2 separate regions of the Sus scrofa genome follow, and region 1 is linked to region 2. Evidence: chromatin contacts called from public HiChIP or PLAC-seq data. All regions are on one chromosome and are shown on one strand. The core of a region is the stretch at or near the end of the contact, and the rest is flanking DNA. Distances in the headings are between cores, read along the strand shown.

Region 1 (6,287 bases), core at 1,789-4,288, 150 kb before region 2:
ATAACTTTCAAAGGGGAAGACCTTAGAAAAATCTGAGAGCATTCAAAGAACAAAGATGTGAAAGGGGCTGGAAAATAGGACCCATGAGGGCTGGAGGAAAGAGGCTATGATTCTTCGTCTGAGGAAAAGAAAGCCTAGAGCGGTTTCACAACGGCCCGCAAGGTTTAAAGGGATATTCCTCAGAGGATGGAGACCAGCTGCTCACGGTCTCCAGTGAGGACAGAACAAAAGGAAATGAGCTTCAGCTTCCACAGCAGTGACTTCAGCTAGAAAATAATCTCTGCCAATGAGGACACCAGGCTTGGGATAAGTTATCAAGGGAGATCAGGGCCTTTCCTCCTCTGAGTTCTTCAAAAAATGAAGGAGAAGCTCCTGATGTGGCTCAGCGGTGGCAGACCTGACTAGTAACCACAAGGACACAGATTCCATCCCTGACCTCGCTCAGTGGGTTAACGATCCAGCATTGCTGAGGCTGTGGTGGAGGCCAGCAGCTGCAGCTCCGATTCAACCCTTAGCCTGGGAACCTCCATATGCCGCATATGCAGCCCTAAAAAGCAAAACAAACAGACAAACAAAAACGAAGGAGCCCATCCTTCTGGGCAAGTCAGGTGTGCTGCTATGAACAGGCAGAGGACAGCAAGGGTCTCCTGCCTCACCAACCACAGGAGCCTATGACTGTTACAAAGAGCCGGCACTTTTGTCCAGCAGCATAATAGTTTTTTGCACTCTGACATTTGCAGAATTGAATCAGAGGAGAGGTAAAAAGAGAAGGCATGCAAGGAATGAGAAAAAGGAAGAGAAACTAAATCATTTTCCATGGCAGAGGGAGGGAGAAACTGCAAATAACCAAACCTGGGCTCTCAGTAACTGTCAATTTCTCAGGTAAGAATCCCCCATTTTTCATATGATAATTACCTTCCATGTAAATATACTAATTGGCCAATCTTTTCCTCTCTTTCCAGGTTCCCTGGCATCCCTCTGTACGCTCCCTTTAAACCTTCAATGTTAGTCTGTTTCATTTCCTGCACAGCAAAAGCCAAAGACAGATTCTTGCTAGTTGAACCCAAGGCTTTTTAAATCCAAAGTCAGAATCTTGAGTATGACGTTACCTTTCTATTCAAACTTGGCAACAAATTCCTAGGTATTTTATTTATTTTTAGTTCCTTATGACACTTAGGGGTCTCTCCAGCCTTTGGCCTTTTTCATTAGGTCCAACACTGAAGGCTGGCTCCTGTGTCCCAGAGCCAGTGTCTCAGAATCTGATGGGCATCTAGGGCCAGCCATGCCCACTGGGCTGCAGTGCCCAGAACACTCCCCACCTCTCCATGGACGAAAGGCTGCTCCAGGAGGCAGCCAGCAGCTGCACCCACAGTGCAGGAGTGTGACATCGCCTGCACCTGGCATCTGCTCCTGCCCAGAGTGGGCCTGAGGACAGACAACTGGAAGGAAGAGACATGTCTCTGAGTCTCAGCCGGCATCTGATGGTCTGGCCCTGCAGGACCACCGTCCTCAGGAAGCTGCAGCTGCAAGTACCAGGCTGCGAGTCCCATCAGAGCCAGGCCTTCTCTGTCCTGTTCACTGTGTGTGTGTCCCTAGTGCTCAGAACACCACGGGGTGCACAGGGGGGAGAGCATCAGGACTGATATTTGATGACTGAACAAACATGCCAGAGCAGGAAAGGGCCCATCCCCACTCCCCATTCCAGGCAAAGCTCAGCATGCGGCCCTTCTCAGGCTTGTGGGCATCCTTAAAGACCTCCCCTCACTATCTCATTTCCTCACTCCTGGATATAAGTGACTTATTTTCTTTCTTTCTTTCTTTTCTTTTCTTTTCTTTTCTTTCTTTCTTTCTTTCTTTTTTTTTTTTTTTTTTTTTTTTGCTAGGAGTTAAATGGAAGCTGCGGCTGCCGGCCTACACCACAGCCACAGCAATGCGGGATCCAAGCCATGTCTGTGACCTACACCACAGCTCACAGCAACACTGGATCCCTGACCCACTGAGGGAGTCCAGGAATTGAACCTGTATCATCATGGATCTTAGTTGGATTCGTTTCCACTACACCACGAGAACTCCCTCTTTTTTTCTTTCTATGGCCACACCTGCAGCATATGGAAGTTCCTGGGCCAGGGGTTGAATTGGAGCTGCCACTGCCGGCCATAGCCACAGCAATGCCAGATCCTTAACCCACTGGATGGAGGCCAGGGATCGAATTTGCAGCCTCACAGAGACAATGTTGGGTTCCTAACCTACTGAGCCGCAACAGGGACTCCTAAATACCTTTTCTGATGAATTAGTCCCTGCTAAGATGTTAATGGGTACTAATGGGTTAACTCCCTCCCCAACTCTAGGTCTGGAGCTGACCCACCCCCACCGACCCTTGCACCAGCCCCTCCCCTGCTGGGTAGTGGGCATTCATCCTCAGATACAGAGAAGAAAGTCTCCTCCTCCAGCGTGCCTGCATTCTTGAGTTGATGCCAAGAAACCTCCAGCTGGAGCAGATCCAGTTGAGTTGGGATTTCACTGCCAAGGACAGATCCCGCTGGCCGCCCAGGAGCTCGCACTCACAAGGCCCTGTCCAAGGAGAGTGAGCACAGAGCAAGGCCTCAAGAGATGCAGAAGCAAGAGGGTGGCATTCGGAGGCCTTGGGAAGCCCTGTCATCACCCCAAGCTTGGCTGCCAGAAAGCCGGTGTCAGAGGAAACGGGCTGCGTGCGGCGTGAGACCAGGGTAAAAGCAGCCGACTAGTGGCAGCTCCCGCTCCCCACCCAGCTGTGTGCGCCCAGGGCCACCTGGAAGCCTTTTCAAAGCAGACCCATTGCACCCTGGTTCAGACCTACCAACTGCGTCAGAATCGAAGAGGTAAGGTCCCAGAGTCTGTGTTTTGCTGTGATTCTGACATCCAACCCCATTTGAGTCACTGCCCTGCTGGCTGACTGGCCTACATTTCTTGACCTACAGTTCTTTTTCCCCTTTAGGAGGGAAGCTGGCTCTCAAGTCACTGTCAGCGTCCCTGAGGCTTTCCTGTCCTCTGGGTCACACATGAGTGAACATCCCCCAACAAGAATGTCCACTGAGCAGCTGAGAACTGTGATTTGTCCTCTGTTATGAGTTAGGGGGTGAAAGGTAAGTGCAAAATTTTGTTTATTCAAGAAATCCTGTGTTTGTTTGTTTTTTTTTTTTTCTTTTTCGGCTGCACTTGCAGCATGTGAAGTGCCCAGGCTAGGAGTCAAATCGGAGCTGCTGCTGCTGCTGGCCTACCCCATAGCCACGGCAGCGCCAGATCCTTAACCCCTCGAGAGAGGCCAGATGTCGAACCCAAATCTTCGGGGACACTGTGTCAGGTTCTTAACCCGCTAAGCCGCAACGAGAACTCCCAAGAAATTCTAGCACCCTCTCTGTCATAGACAAGGGTAGCCACATTCCTTAATTTCGGGAGCTGAAGGTCACGGTGGGAAGCTGGACACGTAAACAGCTGAGTGGGAAGAGAATGCTGATGGACGCAGCAGTTCCCCTGGGTGGAAACAACCCTTGGTGGGACTGAGAGGATTCTGCTCCTTTCACCACCCCTGCAGCCTCTGGTCCCAAGCACATTGCTGGCGAGGGGACCTTTATAGCTCTCTGGGGTTGTCTTTCTCAGTTTCATGCTCGGCTAGCTCAGGCCCTCGCCAGGGCTTATTCGCCTGCAGTGGACTCTTGGCCGACTCCATGGGATGGAGCCCTGTGCCTAAGCTCCAGTCTGAGGACCTGAGACTCCATCTCTTTCTGTGGCCCGGGCATCATGCGACACCTGCCTCTGATTCCAGTTTCTTCCTGGCTTCTCTTGGCCCCTCTCCAGCCCCTGAACCCTAGCCCCTGAGCCTCACAGCTCTGCACTGCTGCCAATTCCCTTGTTCACATTTCTCCCCCACCTGCCACAGCCCCACCCACTGCCTCTTGCTGGCTCTCCATGACCCTAGTCACCTGCCCTCAGAAATGTCACGGCCCTGTCACCTCCATCTCCTGAGAGCATCCTCTGCCTGCTTCATTTCCTACTGTTCCCTTCATCTCATTTTATTTCTAATGGGAGCATCTGATGATATGAATTCTAAGTGGAAAGCACACACTTGGAGGGTTTCATATATAAATGACTCACTTTTTTTTTATTTACTATTACTGCCGTGCAATTAGTTGCCCTTAAACCAGTGAGTTCTCCCAAAACAATGCCTTTTTTTAAAAATGCCCTTTAAAGGTTTTCACCTCTGCAAGATTTCTGTTCCTTGATAATAATGGTGGTTACTGCTTCGTTTACAGACCTAAGGAGTTAGAGAATGTGCATTTATAAGAGTTCTCATCCTTCACTAAGCCTCTTAATTACCTGGGATGCTTTTAAAAAACACAATACCAGGCCTCCACCTTCAGATACTTCCGTTCAGTCGGCCCAAAGTTGGGCTCTGCATCAATATTTTAAACACACCTCCCAGGAGAGGCTGATGTGCAGAAAGGCTTGAGATTCACTGATTTATAGGAAAATCATTCATGATAAATGTATATTCAAAGAGTCGATTCCTGAGCGTCTCAGTTTAAAGCAGTGGCTCCTAACCAAATCCCTCTGAGGCAAAGCAAAAGGTCTTAAATCCCGCCCTACCTCCACCCTCTCCCAATTAATCACCAGTAGAAAAGAACTGTGATAAAGAATTGAAAGGCAGAGTTCCCTTTGTGGCCCAGCGGAAAACAATTCTGCCTAGTATCCATGAAGATGCTGGTTTGATCCCTGGCCTCGCTCAATGGGTCAGGGATCTGGTGTTGCCCTGAGCTGTGGTGTAGTCACAGATGCGGCTCAGATCTTCCCTTGCTGTGGCTGGAGCGAAGGCCAACAGCTGTAGCTCCAATTCGACTCCTGCCTGGGAACCACGTACCGAGGGTGCAGCCCTAAAAAGCAAAAAAAGCAAAAAAAAAAAAAAAAAAAAAAGAATTGAAAGGCAAGAAACCCGAGATTTCACTTTCAAAACAATGCAATATATGCCTTCAAGGTAACCTAGAAATTCTCTAACTTGCTAGTGTTTTATAAGTTATTCAAAGATAAATTATTCAGAGAAGACAAATTTTGGTAGCATCTGGCTACTGATGTGTTCCTGAAGGAGGAGCTGTTAGGGGGATTATATAATCATTCGCTTCAGCAATAAGCACATAGATGAATAACCCACCCATGTGTGGATTAAAGACTAATTACTGGGAAATAATGGGTCAAAAATACTGTTCATAAAAACATGCACCTGCTGGGAGTTCCTCAGTGGTTAACGAATCTGACTAGGAACCATGAGGTTGCAGGTTCGATCCCTGGCCTTGCTCAGTGGGTTAATGATCCGGCGTTGCCGTGAGCTGTGGTGTAGGCTGCAGACTCGATTCAGATCCCAAGTTGCTGTGGCTGGTGTAGGTCAGTGGCTACAGTTCTGATTCGACCCCTAGCCTGGGAACGTCCATGTGCTGCAGGAGCGGCCCAAGAAATGGTAAAAAGACAAAAAAAAAAAAAAAAAATGCACCTGCAGAGTTCCCATGGTGGCTCAGCAGAAACAAATCTGACTAGCATCCATGAGGACACTAGTTCAATCCCTGGCCTTGCTCAGTGGGTTAAGGATTCAGCATTACCCTGAGTTGTGGTGTAGGTCGCAGGTGCAGCTCGGATCCCGAGTTGCTGTGTCTGTGGCGTAGGCGGGCAGCAGCAGCTCTGATTCAACCCCTAGCCTGGGAACCTCCATATGCCATTGGTGTGGCTCTAAAAGACAAAACAAAACAAAAAACAGAAGGGAAAAAAAAAAAAAAACCATGCACCCGGGTCAGAATGGCTATTGTTAGCAGAACTCAAGTTCAGCTGCTTGCCACCCAAAAGTCAGCATCCTCCACCTGGGTGGGGGCCTCAGTTCCTGCAGAAGAACTCGAAGATATTGTTATCTAGATTCCTTGAGAAGGTACCAGGACCTTGCCCCAAGGCTGCACAATTATTTCTTGACTGCTTTTCCTTAGTTTCCACATTCCCTCTCTTCCCTGATTAGCAACTACCTGAATCTGCCCTTTGGAACTCAGGGCAAGTCAAAGCGTTTGGAATGAAGCCTACTTCCTTCAAACAGGAAGTGGGAGACACGAAAAGGATTTGTACCCAGGAGAGCCCCACAGGGTCTTGCTCCTTGTTTCGCTATCATCGAAAAGTCTATAAATAACATATGCTAGAGAGGTGCTGGAGAAAAGGGAGCCCTCCTGCACTGTTGGAAATAAAAACTGGTGCAACCACTATGAAAAACAGTATGAAGGTTA
Region 2 (6,762 bases), core at 750-3,249:
GCCTTTCCGTCCCCTTGCACCCGCACCTTCCCAAGAGTCTGCAAGTTGTGGGCGTCAAATGCTATTCCCGTACCGGCCAGTCTCATCCTGAACATTTGGAGTAGAAAGACCCATGGACAAGTCAACAACCCTTGGCGACCCTTTCCCGCTGGCCTTCTGCTTTTAATAAACGAAAATAAAAGTTTGCTCTTCAGTTAAAGAAACGCTGTTTTGGTCTTTACGCCCGGACGCGTGACTTACGCATCCTTTTATACCAGCAGGGAGTTATCAATTGTGGTTGTCGAAATCGATACCGGGGCATCCACGGACGAAGACCTGCAGGTAGTGAGACCAAGGGATCAGGGAAAGAGTAGCAGGAACCAGCAGACTCCGACAGTTCGGGGTGGCCAGGCCAGCTTCTCGCGCGAGGCTTGCGGCGGGTGGAAGCACTGCTGCGGAAGAGCCGAACGCGCGGGTGGGAAACGAGGCCGGTTCCACCTTAAGAGCCGGTGCGGCGCGGCGGCTGCGGAGGCGCACGGCACCTGCAGGAGGCGCTGCTGCCCCGCTGTTCCGTCCGCGTCGCGGTGCGCCGCCGGCCTTGCAGCTCCCGGGCCGCAGTCCCCGGAGGGGGTGGGGACGCTGGGGGAGGAAGGGAGCGAGTGCAGCCGTTAGGTAAGGAACCCGAGCCCTCCGGATTTTGAAGCGGCCTCGGTGAGGCGTTTGCTGTAGGGAGCTTTCCGTCATTCGGCCGCGAGAGGAAATGTGGCGAGGCACCCTCCCCTGCCCCCACCGCCTGCCTTCCTGCCTCCCTCCACCTCTGCTCCCCGACCCCGACCGTGCTTCCCAGACCCTTTGTTCTCGAGGTTGGAAGCTGCTGGGTGGGGGTTCCCCGGGGAAGAGGGGCCCTTGCGCCACTCGGATGGGAAGGGAAGGGACTCTCGCCTCGCCCCCCACCCCGCCCTCTTAAGCCGAGCCCGCCTGGCCCCACAGCCTCTTCTCCGCGTCTCAGTGCCTCCTTTCCGACCCTGATTCCCCCAGCTCCGGCTCCCAGGCCTTCGCCTTCTGTTTACCCGCCTCCCCTCCCACTTCTCGCCACTCCGAGGTCTCCGGGACGAGGGTGGGAGAGGCAGACGGGAGGGGTGGGAGAAACCGTGTCGCCTCCGCAGCGCGGAGAACCCCCAGGGATCCTTTCAGGATGTGTCCCCTAGGACCCGCCGCAGGGGCAGGGGTTTCCCCGCGTCGCCGCTGGGCGGAGGCTTGACCCAGCCGGGAGGCCGCCCGGCGGCGCCCCCACCGCGCAGCCGGGGACCCACGGGCACAGAACCTATCCCGCCGACGCAGCCAAGAGAGGGCCCCGCGCGGCTCGGCCTCACGGTCCGGACCCCTGCCCCCAGGTGGAGAGAAGGGGACACCGTACTTCGCGCCGAGGGGAGGCGAATTGCAAACAAACGCCCCCTGCTTCCCCCACCCACCCTCTGGGGCGCCACCCGCATCGCCTCTCCGCCGCGCGCGACCCCGAGAGCTCCCGCGATTGTGTCTCCTTGAGTAGTTACAATTGCACGCCGCTGATTCCTTACTCGGGCGAAGCGTCGCGGAGGGGAGCGAGGGCACAGGGATGCGGGGGGAGGGGAGAAGCCGGGCGGGAAAGTGAGCGAAAAGGTAGGGGGACGTGGCTGGGCGGCAGAGCAGCGAAGGGCCTCCCGGAATCCCGAGTCCGAGCCCAAGAGGCAGGACAGCCCAGCAGGCCGGTTCCCTGGCCCGGCAGCCGCAGCCCAACGACCGAGCCCTCCACGTCCTCAGCTCTGGGGATGCGTCTTCGCAGAGCGCTATCCACGCGCCTCCCACGCTCACGACCCTGGAGGGGGCTCCACGTGAGCCCAGGTACAAAATCGGTGTCCCCTCCCCCCGGAAATTGGACGCAGCCTGGGGCCGTCAGCTCGAGGCTGCCTGGAGTCTCCTCAGGCCTCTCGGAGTGGCCCTGGACCTCACTGGCTGATCGAAAGCTGCGCCAGCAGTTCTCAAGGCAGCGGGTTCCCCGGGACACACCCCGTCTCCACCCCCGAGAGCTGGCGGCCAGCTCGGGATGCCAGGCGGCCAGGCGGGCGCCTTGCCAAATTCCGCGTTCCTCTCCAGGAGACAGGGAGCTGCGTCCCAGGCTCGGGAAAGCCCATAGTTTGGGCTTGGGACTCGCTTGCAAAGCCCCCCCAAGGCGCCTGGGACGCCTCTGCAGGTTGAATTCCTGCTCCGTATCACTTCAATTTTAATTAATCTTTTAAAACACCGCTGTCACGTCGCTTGCAGAAAATTAATCAAACCTGAATCCTTGTTGCATAGCAAGAATTTCGATCTGAGTCTTTTAAAAAGGACTTGACTTTGCAAAGTCACGTCTTTTATAGTTCCCTCATTCCCCCTTTAGCAAGGGAAATATTGCAAAAGTCAAGACATGTTTGTTTGGTTCTTTCTATCTTCAAAATGAAATTTTGCTGATTTTTTATCTTTATTTTTTGTCTTTGAACCAAAAAAAAAAAAAAACCCGAGATAAATTGCCTACCTTTGTTAATTCAAAATATAATTACTTTGAATGATCTTTGTTTAAGAGCCCAGATAAACTAAGATAATCTTAATTTTAATGTGACACGACCCCTATTTTTCCTTGTGAATAATGAGAATAAAGCAGTCATTAATTAATACCAAGATATCTCCATAGAAGATGGTATCTGGTCTCATGGAGATGCTGAAACATCAGTTGTATTAGTAATTGATACTGTATAATTGAACATGAAGATAGTCTTCTATTTTTAACCTCAAAGCTCAGAGTTTATTTGGTGATTACTGAATTCCTAATAATTAATTTTTGTTCCTTGCATAAATAATTCTCATGATTCCCAGTTCCCATGCAACAGAGAGGCTTCTCTTTAAAATCTGCCCCTCAAAATATAAGATTGTGAACCTGTATTGTGCAACAATCCTTTCTATTCCATAATTTATAACATATTTGGTCTACTTTTATGTACTCCTGTTACATTTCCCTTTGCTGTAATTAGATGCTGAAAATTAGAATACAGCATAATAACATCTTTAACCACAGTTTTGTCTTTCTGTATTCTATCAGTTAAATTTAATATATAATACTTAAGACTTCCAATCTTTCAAGTTTTTGAGATTTGAGGATAAGGTCCATTGAAGAATCAACATTTTTTGTAATGTGAAGTTGCAATGGACTATACTCCCACCTAACACAGGGCCCACTCTATTTCACACTTTTCTGTGGTTGAGAAGAGATTTTGCTCAAACACATTCTGTTTTTCCAACTTGAACATCAGCTCTCACCGATTTCCTGGATTAAATTCACATTTAACAATTTTGACATTAAAAAAAAAAATCCCCTCCTGAGAAACAGAGAAGTCTTCTAAATAATAATGGAAATTTAGACCCCAGCTTTAAGGCATTTAATCATTTCTTAGCATCAATTCACTGATGATCCTCACTTTTTATCCAGTAGAGGAGGATTATATATTTTCTCTTACACACGCACAAAAGCTCCCTATACATTTCTCCAGCCTGTCTCCCCAAATAAATATAAACTGTTTTATACCACATAAATATTCTTAGTACCTACCCTTCCAAATTCTTACCCTTTACTTAATTGTCAGTGCGAGTCCTAAAGTGATGGAAAGAATATTGGCTTTCCACTTTTATTCCCCCCCTTGGAGCAATTAAAACTTTAGGTCAATATATGATGGAATAATTCTCTCCTCTTGGATTTTATAATTTCCCACTATAATTTAGACTGAAATGGGATTAAAACAGGATCTAGAGTTCTAATCTTGGTTGATGTTTTGGTGTATTCACCGTAATGAGTCCTATTCCCTGGGGTCATGAAGCTCCCAAACGTCAATCAAGCAAACTGATTCAGAAATGCCATTGTTCGACTCCCACGTCACTCGCCTTCCTCTCATTTTATTTAACAATACCAGAGTTCTCTGATCAGTCATTCGGAATATGAGGCATTATCTGGGGAGAATTCACAAAGTGTCTTGATCTTTCTTTGGGAGATACTGTTAAGGGGTTTCCGCAAAGCAGAAAGTGCTTGTTTATATTTCTGTCTTTGGACCACACTATGGATGGAAAGAACCAATGAATACCGCTTGAAAGAAAATCATACCGTAAATCCGTCAAAAATTAATTCGTCCAGTTGAATGTTACATTTCTATTTTCGTGTTGGAAGCACCCTGACTTGTCACCGGAAGAGAAGTATGACCGGGTGTGGGTCCAGTTGGCATGCCCCCGCTTTCAACCCCGTCTGTTTTACCCCATTTAATAACACTAATGTGTTTAGTCTACACTAGTTAACCAAGAATTTATTTGGGGACGAGGAAGAGCCAACCTTTGCCCCTGGGGGGGGGGGGCGCTGCCCAACCCCTCAGACACGTCCGGGAGCCTCCGAGACTCGAATTTCCCATCCGCAGTCCTGGGTCATCCACGCCTGGGTCGCAGCTCCGGGACATTCCCAAAGCCAGACGCGTTAAGTTTGTTACTGGCTCAGAGCTGCCCAAATTAATGATCAACTTCACGTGGAGTCTATGAGCCTTCATCCCGTGTTCCCTGAAAGCTCCCAGTGCGGACCCCGGCTCCTGCGAGGAGTTCCATTGAGGGAGGCAGCCGTGCCGGGTTGGTTTCCTGGGAAAAGCTGGCGCTTGCGTCTTTCACTTATAGAGGGTTCTGGGTGCAGAGACGCGATCCGACCCTCCCCTAATGGGCTCTTACGCCAGGACTCATCCAAAATCGCCACATCCGCTCTGGCCCAGCCTGCTTGACATGCATTCATACACAAATGCTGGTGCTCGCGGCTCGCATCTCCGAATACTGCGACCCCGGCCCCCGCGGGCCTCCCCGCACCCTAGGAGCCGCGGTGATCAGGGGAGGCAGCGGAGATGGGGATGGGGGGTGGAGCCGCTCTCTGGTGGGACACGATCAATCACTTTAAAGTAAAGGGTTCAAAAGTTCCAAGAAACCCTTTGGAAGGGAGAGAACGAGCCGCCTGGGGCCTGCTTCTCTCTGCAGCCCGCCGGTTCCCAGCAGCCCCACGACACCCGGGAATCTCGGCCGCCCTTCGCAGGAGCTACTGCCCGGCGACCCCCTCTCCCGCCCGCCAATCCGGCCGAGTGTATAGGGCTGGCCGGCGTCAGTGTGGCTTCCGAGAAGAACAGCTCTGGCTCCGCACAGGCACGATCTCCACCCGCGTGACCCGGCGCGCGCTTTTCCCTTTCTCAGCAAGCGGGAAAGGCCTGCGCTCCGAGGCTGGAGGAGCGCGAGCGGCCCCGGCGCAGGGCCTCGGCGGAAACTCGAGCTCCCTGCGACCTGCTCGGCAAGAAGGGGCGGGGGTGCGCTGCCCCGGAGGCAGGCCGTGCGAATTCCTGCGAAAAACCCCTCTCGAAAACGCCAAAACCTTCGGAATGACGAGGCCCTGCCCCTCCCCCCTCCTGCGGCCTTCCAGCCCCTCCTCACCACCCGGCCTGGCCCTCACCTGAGGCCTTGCCAAGGGCCTAGCCACCTCTCTTCTTCCCCACCCCCGCTTTTAAGCTCCTTCTCATCCCTGACCTCTTGGAGGCCTCGGCTAGGGTAGTCAGGGTGCTGCAGAGGAAATGAAATTGTTCTGGAGATTACAGTGGGGCTTTTAGCCAGAAGTTTTTTTCCCCCTCTTTTTCTCATGCTTCCATGTGAAGTGCAAACTTGTATTTCCCCTCCCAAGAATAGACAAGTTTTCTCGCTTATTTGCAGTTTTGCAAAGTTCTACACACAGATCAGTGAACCTTAAGCACCCTTTTTCAGACCCACATTGTGGAGGTTCGTCAGGGTCCTTGGGCAGTGAGCGTAATGACAGGTGAATCCAGCAGCCCCTGGGGAAGCCAAACCTAACCCCTAAGACCTACAATAGGGCAGGGGCCCAAGGGCTCCCCAAGCAGCTTTAAGCAACAGGTATCCTACAGCAGGGCAGGTTTTCAGGATCCCAGAGCTTAGGGCCTGGATGTAGAGCCTGCTCCTTGGTGACCTGGGACAGAGTCCCTACCCAGAAGATTCCTTCTCTCCAGATTTCCTCTCCTCACACAAGAGTGGAGAGCTCTGCCCTCAGAGCCACCTGCCCAGACACGGCCAGGTCTCAGGACAGCTTCGGCAGCTCCTCACAGGGCAAGTCTACTGATACTTTCAATCTGCTATTCCTCCTGACATGGACACTGATGTCGATGATGAAGAAAAAGGAGGAGAAGAGAAGAAATGCAAAATAAAAGTAGGCCAAAGGGTAACCACAGCAAAACAGAGTAATTTCTTATCCAGTTGTCCCTATCTCAGTCTTTCCCACCCTCAAGAAGAGAGACAACTGATTTCAAGAACTCTAGCTTCTCAAAGCAACTTTTTTGAATGGTAGTTTGCTCCCAGAACCAGCCTCAAGAGAGAAAGGAGCTATGTAGCTCTAGGGAAATTACAGCTTGACAGGGAAGAATTGGCATCCTATAGTCTTTCCACAGAAGCCTAAGTGCTCTGCTGCACAACCAGCCTCCGTCTTAACCCAGCCATGGTTGACCCCAGTTAGGGTCAAAGGAAATAGGAGCCTCAGGGTTCCTTCTACTACCTTGACCATTTCCTGGTAAGAAAAGCTTCGTATGACCAGTCCCTAGGACCATGCTCCAAGTGGGAGCTAGTCATTCTAACTAGGGAGGAGGAAGATGATCATAAGACTAGAAGACTGATAAGGGAGGGGGAGATAGACGTCTATCGACATCT

What was found. HiChIP or PLAC-seq counts read pairs in DNA pulled down with a chosen protein or histone mark.
Region 1: an H3K27ac HiChIP or PLAC-seq map of skeletal muscle shows a contact between it and region 2, with 2.1 times the contacts expected there. The contact joins two enhancer-like sites. A contact is called at or near these places in 1 of 47 Hi-C or Micro-C datasets (embryonic fibroblasts) and 1 of 2 datasets of contacts at active chromatin or transcription factors (skeletal muscle).

What each region holds. Positions count from the first base shown.
Region 1 is chr10:53,497,097-53,503,383 of Sscrofa11.1, reverse strand. No RefSeq gene overlaps it. Among named protein-coding and RNA genes, the nearest start is that of NEBL, 100 kb to the left of the region's middle. Within about 2 kb of position 3,038, at least 21 of the 83 cell types and tissues checked have an H3K27ac peak or open chromatin away from gene starts, as enhancers often do. A contact at or near this core is called in skeletal muscle, where this site is marked.
Region 2 is chr10:53,346,973-53,353,734 of Sscrofa11.1, reverse strand. No RefSeq gene overlaps it. Among named protein-coding and RNA genes, the nearest start is that of SKIDA1, 20 kb to the right of the region's middle. Within about 2 kb of position 1,999, at least 52 of the 83 cell types and tissues checked have an H3K27ac peak or open chromatin away from gene starts, as enhancers often do. A contact at or near this core is called in skeletal muscle, where this site is marked.